2 separate regions of the Oncorhynchus mykiss genome follow, and region 1 is linked to region 2. Evidence: chromatin contacts called from public Hi-C data. All regions are on one chromosome and are shown on one strand. Each heading gives the region's core, a stretch centred on a gene start, on an enhancer-like site or on the middle of the called end of the contact. The rest is flanking DNA. Distances are from core to core; before and after follow the strand shown.

Evidence for each region. Hi-C and Micro-C count contacts between places; a contact is called where the count stands out from the background.
Region 1: a Hi-C map of liver shows a contact between it and region 2, with 3 times the contacts expected there. The contact joins the promoter of LOC110486402 here to the enhancer-like site in region 2. A contact is called at or near these places in 2 of 3 Hi-C or Micro-C datasets (blood and liver).

The regions. Positions count from the first base shown.
Region 1 is chr13:42,129,292-42,136,204 of USDA_OmykA_1.1, reverse strand. It overlaps LOC110486402 (protein LSM12 homolog A), which reads right to left and starts at 2,576. Exons shown (of 5, transcript XM_021557973.2): 1 at 2,370-2,576. The coding sequence starts at 2,496. It overlaps hdac5 (histone deacetylase 5), which reads right to left. Exons shown (of 25, transcript XM_021557972.2): 25 at 3,127-4,633.
Region 2 is chr13:42,056,952-42,063,806 of USDA_OmykA_1.1, reverse strand. All of the region lies in intron 1 of hdac5 (histone deacetylase 5), which reads right to left. Among protein-coding and RNA genes, the nearest start is that of hdac5, 13 kb to the right of the region's middle. Within about 2 kb of position 5,071, at least 2 of the 11 cell types and tissues checked have an H3K27ac peak or open chromatin away from gene starts, as enhancers often do. A contact at or near this core is called in liver, where this site is marked.

The sequences.
Region 1 (6,913 bases), core at 1,327-3,826, 75 kb before region 2:
GACATTTTGGATATATATGGACGGAATTAATCGAACAAAAAGGACCATTTGTGATGTTTGAGTGCCAACAGAAGAAGCTCGTCAAAGGCATGATTTATATTTTTATTTCTGCGTGTTGTGTCGCGCCTGCAGGGTTGAAATATGTTTTCTCCCTTTTGTTTATGGAGGTGCTATCCTCAGATAATAGCATCGTTTGCTTTCGCCGAAAAGCCTTTTTGAAATTTGCCATGTTGGCTGGATTCACAACCCGTGTAGCTTTAATTTGGTATCTTACGTGTGATTTCATGAAAGTTTGATTTTTATAAGAATTTATTTGAATTTGGCACTCTGCATTTTCTCTGGCTTTTGGCCAAGTGGGATGCTACTGTCCCACATATCCCAGAGAGGTTAACAAACCTCCAGACGACCTTCAATGCCATACAACTCTTCTTCCGTAAGGAAGTAAAACTAAATGCATGCTCTTCAACCAATCACTGCCCGCCTGTCCAGCATCACTACTCTGGATGGTTCCGACTTAGAATATGTCGACAACTACAAATACCTAGGTGTCTGGCTAGACTGTAAACTCTCTTTCCAGACTCACATTAAGAATCTCCAATCCAAAATTAAATCTAAAAGTGGCTTCCTATTTTGCAACAAAGCATCCTTCACTCATGCTGCCAAAATATAGCCTCGTAAAACTGACCATCCTACCGATCCTTGACTTCGGCGATGTAATTTATAAAATAGCCTCCAACACTCTACTCAAAAAATTGGATGCAGTCGATCACAGTGCCATCCATTTTGTCAGCAAAGCCCCATATACCACCCACAACACTGCGACCTGTATGCTCTCGTCGGCTGGCCCTTGCTACATATTCGTCGCCAGACCCACTGGCTCCAGGTCATCGATAAGTCTTTGCTAGGTAAAGCCCAGCCTTACCTCAGCTCACTGGTCACCATAGCAGCACCCACCCGTAGCACACGCTCCAGCAGGTATATCTCACTGGTCATCCCCAAAGCCAACACCTGTTTGGCCGCCTTTCCATCCAGTTCTCTGCTGCCAATGACTGGAACAAATTGCAAAAATAGCTGAAGTTGGAGACTTCTCTCCCTCACTAACTTTAAACATCAGCTTTATGAGCAGCTAACCAATCACTGCAGCTGTACACAGCCCATCTGTAAATAGCCCAGCCAATCTACCTACCTCATCCCCATGTTTTTATTTACTTTTCTGCTCTTTTACACACCAGTACTTCTACATCATCTACACATCTATCACTCCAGTGTTAATTTGCTAAATTGTAATTACTTCGCCACTATGACCTATTTATTGCCTTACCTCACGCAATTTGCCCACTGTATATATACTTTTTTTTCTATTGTGTTACTGACTGTACATTTGTTTATTCCATGTGTAACTCTGTGTCATACTGCTTTGCTTTATCTTGGCCAGGTCGCAGTTGTAAATGAGAACTTAAATGAAATAAAAGGTGACATATATACATACATACATACATACATACATACATATACACATACATACATATATTTTAAAGGTTATAAAATACAAGTCTGCACATTCACATAACATATTTCACATCTTCCAATATAGCTACAGCTATGAACATGCATATAGCTAACGTTAATGTATTTCCCCAAGTCCGCTACAAAACACTTTACATGGGTCAAGGTACTTGGGTAGGCAGTTACTACCTCACTACTAGCTAACGTTAGCTTGAGTAGTTAACCCAATAACTGGACAGTCACTCCTCTCTAAACTGTCACCGGTGAATCCTTGCGTGTCAGTTTCGACAATGTAAGCTAACTTGGGGTGGGTAGCTAGCTACATCATTACATGACTAGCCATCAATAATGTTCTTTAAATAACCATTGTTTTAGAGCATAAGACAATTCTAAGCGTGATCTGCTAGTTAGCTCTTTTTCTAGCTGCATGCTAACTGTTACTAAGAATTTGCCAGGCATAACGCCCCTTGGAGCTGCCAGATAGTGATCCATACAAGGACTGACTGTGCTATCGCTGACCACAATAGCTTGTGTTAGCAAGTTAGCTAGCATTATGGCACAATACCATGCCAACTTCGATAGCTAGCTGGCTAACAACAAACATTAACTCAAGATCATACAGATTCTAAACTTACCATACCTGACATGAAATAGAGAGTAACAAGGTTTAAAGTAACTGAACGGAACAGTATTAAATCGTGTGGTTAGCTACGTTTTGATCAAGAGTAAGCTAGTAAGCTCCCTAGTCTCTTGACTACGCTTGCGCGGATCTCAATTTGGCATGAGCGACCCGTTACCCCCAGGCCCCTTGCAGCCTGGAAGACCACCGATTTAGTGACAACGGAAAATTGTAAAAAGGATACTCAAAGTCAACATCTTGGACTGATAGTCAAAGGCAACGACCTCTCCTTGCAATTGCTGCCCCAAGCAGGTGAGGCAGGAGACATGGCTGCCGACACTGAAATACTCCCCCGGTCCAGGAGCCGCCATCTTCTCCGCCAGGAAACTGGAGCGCCAGATTTACGTAAATATACGCCGTGGCGTCACTGACTATCGATAGGGAATGTTGATGGACGTGTCATAGATCATTAATCAGTCATGAGGTGAAGAATTGGACCGCCCATGGAAGTGTGATCAGAGTTGAACTGATCTGGACTTTTAATTGTCCAGATCTCGTAATATTTTATTAGAAGTCCTTCTCGCCACAATTAATGTCATACATTTTATCCTTGTCAAATAAATTAATGTCAGACTTGCTAACTGGTTGAACCCGGCACGTGTATAACTGCAACCAGTTAACAAGTCCGACTACTAGCTCATGAACGGCGGCAATTGTAAGATGTTGCAATATTGCATAAAAACATTTCGTTAATTCACTCACACTTTTTGGAGACTGAATTTGAGTGTTGCTTTGACCATACACATCCCTCATCACTAGCACAAGAGTAAAACATCCAAGCAGTTGGCATTTCACATTCATCTTAATTTCCACCATAAATTGGTATGTGGAGTGGACAGTCCTAAAGATATGCTTTTGACTTGCCTGTTACAAGCCCGATTACCGACTGGGCACTTTCCCTGCAGCCCCCAACCATCCCACAACCGACACTGTAAATTAAATATTTTTACTCCTCTTTGTATTGGAGCAGTGAATCGCTTTATTGAGTTTCAGACAATTAACAGGCCCACTTTAAAAAATATTTACTCAAATAGGATGTCACAACATTACAATGAGTAATAAAAAAGGGCTTTAAAATTTACACAAAACCTGAAATAAAACAGTAATCAGACTCAACATTCCCTTTAAGATCCTTGCTAACCCACAAGGTGGCGTTGTGCACAATGCAACTCATGAAAAAAATTCTTGGGGACAGCGATTTTCATCCATAATAGTCACAGTAATAGATTGTTCAAATAGCGTGTATTGCACATGTGTACACATATATGCACTTATACACGTGAGTAGCAATTAGTATAAACACATTTGTATTGTCGCAACAGGAAAGCATTTGAAAGAACACATGAAATTAAGGAATGTGCTTTGATCAATTCAAAACGTCTGCATTAGTTATGACCAGAAGAGAGAAAGAATATATTTAAAATATAAGGTAAAAGACGGTCACATATTCAAACATCCAACCACAGAAAGTGGAGATTGAAACACCAGCGCAGTGGAAGGACAATGTAAGAGACACACTTCTCTTTCCAAAGTCAAAAAATATACAATTACTCTTTGAACCTTGACGATCATAGGTCACTACATATACACAACGTATGAAATATCAATAAATATACATTATTTACTGAATAGCAAAATAGTGTGGCAGCAACAATAAAGCTATCTTCAATGGTGGATAAGTCGATATAATTTACAAACTTGGATGTCTTCCAGTATCTGTTTAGACAGAACATATTTGCATGGTTGCCACTTGTAGTAGTTGTTTTGTCTAAGGCAACACACAAAAACATTCCTTTATTCAGAGTAGACTTTCTTGATTTGAGTGTTGTTTTTTTTGCTGCCCCTCCAATATACCCACAGGAAAAAAGCTCTGACCTCCAAAACACACATCAGTTCAATTAAAGAAAAAGGGTAATTCTGTCATGCCATCTCACCCACAGGACAGCCCAATAACCCTTCTATATGCCATACAAGGTGGAGGTACAAAACTATGCACCAAATCTCAAATGGTCAATGATCTACATCAAAACATAAAACAAGGTCACAGTAGTCACATGTACTGCAAGCACCCCCCACAACATAGCCACATGTAAAAGGAAGTAGGAACTACTGTGTACATTACATATGTGAGTACAGTGGCATCCACCAACAATTTTGCAAGTGTAGAGTGTTTCAATTCCTACCCTGGTGACATGATTGTGACAACACCGTGATTGGAGTTCGTTCAAATGGCGAATGCCTGTTTTTTCTGTGACATCAGGTCACATGTGCTCCGTCTGGGAAGTAGTACCACTGGAGAACAACACAAAGAGCAAACCATGGTCGGTATGACAACAGGAGCTATGACGTTAAAGGGGTAGTTCACTCACCATTCAAAGTTTCAGACCTCGAAGGTGCGCCAATGTCAACATGATTCCAAGTCCCACTCCATTGGTTAAGTAGCTCCAGCTGTAACGTGCATTTGGAAAGTAATTAGACGGCGTCACCTTTTCCATATTATGTTACGTTACAGCCTTATTATAAAATTGATTAAATAGAGTCCCGTCCCCCCCCCCCCCCCCTCAATCTACACACAATACCCCATAATGACAAAGCAAAAACAGATTCTTAGATTATACATTTAAAAAAAAAAAAAAAAAAACATAAATCACATTTACATAAGTATTCAGTCCCTTTACTCAGTACTTTATTGAAGCAACTTTGGCAGCAATTACAGTCTTGAGTATTATTGGGTATGACGGTACAAGCTTGGCACACCTGTATTTGGGGAGTTTCTCCCATTCTTCTCGGCAGAGCCTCAAGCTCTGACAGGTTGGATGGGGAGCGTCGCTGCACAGCTATTTTAAGGTCTCTCCAGATGTTCGATCGGGTTCAAATCCAGGCTCTGGCTGGGCCACTCAAGGACATTCATGGACTTGTCCCGAAGCCCCTCCTGCATTGTCTTGGCTGTGTGCTTGGAAGGTGAACCTTCACCCCAGCCTGACGTCCAGTGCACTCTGGAGCAGGTTTTCATCAAGGATCTCTGTACTTTGTTCTGTTCATCTTTCCCTCGATCCCGACTAGTCTCCCAGTCCCTGCCACTAAAAAACATCCCCATAGCATGATGCTGCCACCATCACGCTTCACCGTAGGGATGTTGCCAGGTTTCCTCCAGACATGATGCTTGGCATTCAGGCCAAATAGTTCAATCTTGGTTTCATCAGACCAGAGAATCTTGTTTCTCATGGTCTGAGAGTCTTTAGGTGCCTTTTGGCAAACTCCAAGCGGGCTGTCATTTGCCTTTTACTGAGGAGTGGCTTCCATCTGACCACTACCAGGCCTGATTGGTGGAGTGCTGCAGATATGGTTGTCCTTCTGGAAGGTTCTCCCATCTCCACAGAGGAACCATCGGTTTCTTGGTCACCTCCCTGACCACGGCCCCTCTCCCCCAATTGCTCAGTCTGGCTGTGCGGCAAGCTCTAGAAAGAGTCTTGGTGTTTCCAAACTTATTCCACTTAAGAATGATGCAGGCCACTGTGTTCTTGGGGACCTTCAATGCTGAATGTTTTTGGTACCCTTCCCCAGATCTGTGCATCGACACAATCCGGTCTCAGAGCTCTATGGACAATTCCTTCGACCTCATGGCTTGGTGTTTGCTCCGACATACACTGTCAACTGTGGGACCTTATATAGACAGAAGTGTGCCTTTCCAAATCATGTCCAATCAATTGAATTTACCACAGATGGACTCCAATCAAGTTGTAGAAACATCAAGGATGATCAATGGAAACAGGCTCAATTTCAAGTCTCATAGCAAAAGGTCTGAATACTTGTGTAAATAAGGTGCTGCTGTTTTTTTATTTGAGATACATTTGCAAAAATTCTAAAAAGACAAGTTTTTGCTTGGTCATTACGTGGTATTGTGTGTAGATTGGTGGGAATTTGTTTTTTAAAATACATTTTTAGAAGGCTGTAACATAACAAAAAAAAAATCAAGGGGCCTGAATACTTCCCGATAGCACTGTATGCTTGAATCCCAAATAAAAATGGGAAAGATTATCTGATTTCAACATTTTAGACAGTGCCAGTGTCCAACTTTCCCATTCATTTGGGATTGGAGCATAACGCTTGATCTACTTGAGATGGACATGGAGTCATAGACTTCAAATGACAGGGCTGAAAACCTCTAATAAAACGTACATTTTGTATTGAACTAGGCTAGCCCTTTGTGTTTCATATGAAAAAGGGTAACTAGTGAGAGAGTTAGGCGTTGACACCCATTTAACGTTCATGAAAACGTCGCCACTGTATAGTTATTACAGTATTTAGATAAGTTCAATATACAGTTGTGACAAAGGGACAAAAGTACCTTACGATGGTGAGTGGACAGGTAGAGAATTAAATATATCATTACAGGGAAAAACTAAAAATAACCTATTCCTTAATGATAGTTTACCTCAATAAAGAGGACAGATGCAGAAGACTTGGTCAGTGTTATGTTACATTGTTTGAAATAAAACAAAATGATCAATGTAGACAAGCTCTGCACCACACATTATCTCCTGAGAGTATGCTGGTTAAAAAGAGATTCTCCGGTACTTTTGGATACTTTTTAACCGGTAGTTCTGAAAGTTGTGCCAACGAGCAAAAAAAGTGTCCCCCAACAATTGTGTATTACGTCACATATGTGCAGATATGTGCACCATGTCATTGATCTCTCTTTCTCTGCTGTAGGTGTACCATGTACAT
Region 2 (6,855 bases), core at 3,822-6,321:
TCCAGGAAGTGGGATTTTTTTGCTGTGGGCATTTTCAATTGAATGCCTATAGAGTATCTATTGGGTTAGGACCCAGGTTGCAGTTCCTATGGCTTTCACTAGATGTCAGTCTTTAGACATTGTTTCAGGCTTGTTTTCTGAAAAATGAAGAAAAATTTGACCTTTCTCTCAGTGGACTGAGGAAGAATGCAGAGCTTGTTTTCGCACGTGGCTGGTTTTCGCACGTGACCGATTGCGCGCCCTTCATTTATTTCCTTTCTATTGAATACGCTATTGTCCGGTTGAAATATTATCGATTATTTAGACAATTCACAATCTGAGGATTAATTAAACATCGTTTGACATGTTTCAACAAACTTTCCCCGGAATATTAGGACGTATTCGTCTGCATGTTTTGACCGCCTTTGAGCCAGTGGATTACTGAACAAAAAGACAAAACTCAAAAGTGAGTTTTTGGGATATAAAGAGGGACTTTATTGAACAAAACAAACATTTATTGGGACTCGTGACCGCAACCATATGAAGATCTTCAAAAAGGTAAGTGATAAATTTTAAATCGCTAAATCTGACTTTTGTAATTCCTTTACATGGTTGAAAAATGTTTGTATGCTTTTGTAAGCTGGGACCTGTCCTCAGATAAATCGCATGGTATGCTTTTGCCGTAAAGCCTTTTTGAAATGGAGGTGTTTTTCCAACTTCAATTATTTTATTTTTTTATGTCTTAAGTCTAATTATTCAACCCCTTTGTTATGGAAAGCCTAAGTTCTAGGGTAAAAATGTGCTTAACAAGTCACATAAGTTGCATGGACTCGCTCTGTGTGCAATACGTGTTTAAAGCTGCAATATGTAACTTTTTGGGAGAACTGAACAAATTCATGTTAGTTCAATGTTTCCTGTTTTTAAGTTAATATGCAAAAACTATCTTCAAACAGCAGAAAAATACAATACTGTTATGGAAAATATATTTCAGTGATTTAAAAAAAAAATGGTACAATGATTCTCTACACTAAACTTGTTCAGTCACAAACAGAAATTATGCAAACTAATCACATTTTAGCAACCAGGAAAAGGTGGAGTGATCTCTGCATAGTGCATCTTTAACATCATTTTGAATCACTACCTCATCTTTGTATCCCACACATACAGATAATTGTAAAAGGTCCCTCAGTCAAGCAGTGAATTTCAAAACACAGATTCAACCAGAGAGGTTTCAAATGCCTCGCTAAGGGCACATATTAGTAGATGTGTAAATTATTATTATTTTTTTAAAAGCAGACAATGAATATCCCTTTGAGCATGGTGAAGTTATTAATTACACTTTGGATAGTGTCAATACACCCAGTCACTACAAAGATACAGGTGTCCTTCCTAACTCAGTTGCCAGAGACGAAAGAAACTGCTCAGGGATTTCCACCATGAGGTCAATGGTGACTTTAAAACAGTTAGAGTTTAACGGATGTAATAGGAGAAAATGGAGATTGGATCAACATTGTAGTTACTAACCTAAATGACAGAGTGAAGAGAAGGCTGTACAGAATTTCAAATCTCATAACATGAATGCTGTTTGCAAAAAGGCACTAAAGTAATACTGTAAAAAATGTGGCAAAAAGTTTTGTCCTGAATACAAAGTGTTATGTTTGGGCCAAATCCTATACAATAAATAAAATAAACTGTCACGTGCGCCAAATACAATTACCGTAAAATGCTTACTTACAAACCATTAACTCTTTCTTGAACTGCATTGTTGGTTAAGAAAATATTTATTAAATTAAATTTTAAAAAAGCACAATAACAAGGCTATATACACAGAGTACCAGTCTCCATATTATCAAGCATAGTGGCGGCTGCATCATGTCATGGGTATGCTTGCAATCATTAAGGACTAGGAAGTTTCAGGATTTAAAAACAAACAGAATGGAGCCAAGAACAGACAAAAAAGGTAAACCTGGTTTAGTCTGCTTTCCACCAGACACTGGGAGATGAATTCACCTTTCAGCAGGACAATAAACAAGGCTAAATCTACACTGGTGTTGCTTACCAAGAACACAATGAATGTTCCAGAGGTGCCGAGTTACAGTTTTGACTTAAATCTACGGGAAGACCTGAAAATGGTCGTCTAGCAATGATCAACAACCAATTTGACAGAGCTTGAAAATTTTGAAAATGAATGAATGATGGGCAAATATTGCACAATTCGGGCCTCCCGGGTGGCGCAGTGGTTAAGGGTGCTGTACTGCAGCGCCAGCAGAGACTCTGGGTTCACGCCCAGGCTCTGTCGTAACCGGCTGCGACCGGGAGGTCCGTGGGGCGACGCACAATAGGCCTAGCGTCGTCCGGGTTAGGGAGGGTTTGGCCGGTAGGGATATCCTTGTCTCATCGCGCACCAGCTACTCCTGTGGCGGGCCGGGCGCAGTGCGCGCTAACCAAGGTTGCCAGGTGCACGGTGTTTCCTCCGACGCATTGGTGCGGCTGGCTTCCGGGTTGGATGCGCGCTGTGTTAAGAAGCAGTGCGGCTTGGTTGGGTTGTGTATCGGAGGACGCATGACATTCAACCTTCGTCTCTCCCGAGCCCGTACGGGAGTTGTAGCGAAGAGACAAGATAGTAGCTACTAAAGGACACCAAAAATTGGGGAGAAAAAGGGGTAAAAAAAAAAAGATTACCACAGCCACAGCTGTGCGTCTGCCAAAAGTGCTTCCACAAATCTCTAAGAACTTTTCACACCTGGATTGTGCAATATTTTTTTTTTTTTTACCCCTTTTTCTCCCCAATTTCGTGGTATCAAATTGTTGTAGTTGAGGCCATGGTCACCAACCTTGAGTAAAGATCACGTTTGCATTAAAAAATAAAGTATGCTGAGATCTACTTATATATTTTTTAAAACATTAACCTAATAAAAACTGTTCTGTAGGAATCAGGTTTGTGCAGTTAGGCAGGCCTAATACATTATCACAGCATATGCCTGCCAATATTGTTCTTCTCAGACCACATATTTAAAAACTCGAGCTTTGATAACAAAATAAATAATTTGGTGTAGCACTTGCGAGCCACAGCGGAGAATAAATTGAATTAGAATATTTATTTTACTGGACAGATGGTAAGCTACCTGCATCTGATGGTGATTAAGACAACTGTGAACGTAAAATCACAACATCAGTGATGTTCAGGTGGGAAAGTCAGGGCTCAAGAAAGATGCCCGAGTTTCCACCTTGGATGACCAATTTTATTCCCCATAATATTTTTCAGTCAGATCTCGTTTTATTCCGAGTTCCCAGTGGGCTTGAGTGCATTGAAGTCGTAGATGCCCAAGTTCCTAGCAGTTTTGAACACAGCATTAGTCTCAGCAGAGGGAGGGAAAGAGCAGCAGAGGGTCAGCCTCTCGTGGTCCCTGCTCTCTCCTTCCTTTCTCTGGTCAGTCTCACCAGAGGAGATGGGACAGTCTTCCACCTGATGTGGTGCGTCTGGAGTTTCCCCATCTGCCTCAAGCACAAATTAATGCTGTTCCTATGACCAGAGAAAGTGAAATATTCAAATAGACACGACAAACTGCTAATAACAAAAACTCAAGGCTATCGATACACTCGGCTACTCACTCATTGCAGCGCGAGTAGGAGTTTGGAATAAAAATGTGACAGTACTGAATAAAAAAAAGAATTCAACATGAAGTCCCTTATAAAAACAGCAGCTCTTTGCTGTATTATTTGACCGTCTCTCTCTGGTCATGTTTAGAAGTTATGAAATATCATGTAGACTCGTATCAAACTTGTAGGCACTGATTTGAGCTATCAGATTGGCCAGCTCAATTTAGCAACAGATCTCCAGGTCCACCGGGTAGACCGAAATGAAATGGTTCAAATGCGAACACTTATGGGGTATTGTGTGTAGATGGATGACAAAAAATAAATGGATGAAATATATATTTTGATTTCAGTCCAACAACAAAATGTGGAATAAGTCAAGGGATATGAATACTTTGAAGGCACTGCATTGGAAAAAGGTATTTCATTTCAAACTTCATATTTTTTGTAATGAACGACAAAAATACAGATCGGAAGACTTTCCTGCCCTACTGCTTCAAATGCTATTAAAAAGAAAGACAACACACATTATATATCTCCAAAGATACGAGCTACACACAAGCTACTTACGACTCATACTCATTGCACAAAAAAAAAAAAAAAAAAAGTCATGTTCGCTCTAGTACACTGTCCAATGAGCAGACAACCCTCCAGGCCTTTCACAGAGCAGTCAGGGTTGCCACGGCACCCAGTGACATTCAAAGACGTCATTAGGGGGATGGGAGGTTAATAAAGGTCTGGTCAGTCGTCAGCGGTTCTAAATATAGACAGAAAGAGATTGGAGAAGAGAGCAGCCAGTAAGAGAATCCACAGGTAGTTGATGTTGTTGTTGTTAGGATTTATTCTGATATAGGATAGCCCATGTGTAGAGGAACTTCAACTGGAATCATGAGAGCAAGCCTTAAAAAAAAGTATATTGTTTAAGAGACCCATAAACACATCCTACTACTGGAGATAATTCAGAATTATCACTCCAGTTTGCCGACTTCTTTAAGATAAAAGTAATAAAAGTTTAATGGTGAACCATACAGCCACCACGAAGCACCGGACTTTGAGATGCTGGTTTCCTGTCGTCAAACAAACTTGTAAATTACTCAAGGAAATCACAACACATGAGTAATGCCCTGAGGGGAGTTCATGGACAGGATCAGAGGGGTAAGAGGTCACGGGGGGTGGGCTTCTTTGGCATTTTATGAAGGGAAAAAAAGCTGGAGGAAAGAACCAGACTTACCTGTGGTGTTAGCAGAAATGATGAACGGAGAAGCCAGAGATGATTGTGTTAGTGATCTTTGTTGTTCCAAAACTCAGTCAAGTTGAAGGTAATAAGAATTAGGATGATAAAGCCTTAGGCGAGGGTGTATTTGCTTGTGTTTGGGAATGGGCTGAAGGTTCTAAAGTGGGTCTTCGGAGTCGGCCATGACTTTAGTCCAGAGGTATGGTGGATCGGTAGGCTCCTCCCCTTCTCCAAATCAATCCCACTGCAATAGTCACAAATTAACAGGAGTTAGTCAGCTGCAGTTCAAGGATCCTGGTATCCATAACTCCTCACACTCCTGGCCACTGCCGATAGCATGGCCAGCATTCATTCAGTCATAAGTAATTCAGTAATGTTAGTTTGACTCCAATTTTGCTTAGTCAGGCAATGACAGAGTAGGTGATCTGCCAGTCAAGATTAGTTGTTACGCACAGGCCAAATAAGCATTTGGGCTACCTCCATTTGCAACTCTCCCTCCCCGACTACCACCATGATAAACAGAGATGACCAATGATTCTACATTATTCCACTCCTGACTACCATTAAAACTCTTTTTAATCGCAAAAAAAAATCGAGTTGCTAAAGACAGTGTCTGAAATGTGGAAAATTGTTTTGCTTTGAGGGGGGAAGGTGAGGGAGTCAGTTTGCCTCCACCGAAAAGCACTCGCAGAGCTGTTAATGGAATGAGTCATGCAGCCTGGGGTCTGCAGAGACGAGAGACACACTACAATACCCACACTCCCCTGGGGATGGCGGAGGAGAGGCATAGCGCTGCAATAGCCATTCTGGCCCCCAGTCTCACCTGGGGTCATTGAGCTGGTGAGTGGACAAATGGACAGTGTCAATATGTGCCGTCTTTCTAAATCAATAGGTTACTTAGTCATTTCATCACCGTGTGAATGTGAAAACACATTCTAAATTACTTGTGTAAATTTCTCCCTGCTTATGTATGATGGTCTATTTCTTAGGTCGCAAAATAAATAAAACCTTAGTCGTTGCTTCCTTGATCTCTAGTATAGCTATTATATCCATTACATACATTTTTACAAGGGGATTTCACCATGGGAGGTCTGATTTCATCCATCTAGGGTTCTGCCCAACATAAATGAAAATCTTATTCTCTTTATTCCAATTAGCCTTTAAAAAAATGCTGGATTCCATACTTGGTGAATATGCCACGTCCGTTTGCAATATTACAACAGAAGTTACTTCAAACTACTGACAGTTCATTTCCCTCAGACATTGCATGCACGATATAACAGCAGAGGAACTGCACATTTTTGTTGCCAGATGCTCCTCTCAGTTTCATCAACAAATCAAAAACGATAAATGCTCTGGGGCGAGCAGTGGCTCCGTTTCACCTTAACACAAAGCAGCAAATATTCTAAATCATTTCAATAAACTCCTGTCAAGGTAGCCTAATCACAAGCAATAAAATGGGCGCAAATTGCTATGTGCATTATGTTAGAGTTGATTTTACAAAAGAGGTTATTCATGCACTTTGCAGACCTTATCCTGAGCAAATTACATTATACAAATTTACATATTTTGTATTCACACAGCTGGGTGAACACTGGCGCAGTGCCAATGTCTTTTCCCATTCATTGACAGCGATGAATTTTGGGTATTTGAACATGCAACCTCCTGGTTAAATCCTGAACATGCAATGTCTCCATTACGCCACACTGTAAAAGGTCCAACAAAGTGCCTGCTTTATGCTTAATCCCCATTCATCTCAGTTTGCTCTGCAGCTGCTGTTGGGTCTACATCCTACAGGAGTCCTGGCAGTTCAACAGCCCACTGGGGCACCCTGCATTTTGGACAGTGTCCCTCCCTGGACCTGCGGCCTCACCTACTGGGCAGAGGGAGCAACTGCATGGGCAGGACGTGGCCAGACACAGACGTGGCCTGATAATGATGTAAAGATATTCTGCAAATATTAGTTTAATGTTGGAAGTCTATATCAGAGCGTGCCTTTAAATGATAATTCCATACTGAAATTGTACATCTGTTTACTGTTTTTT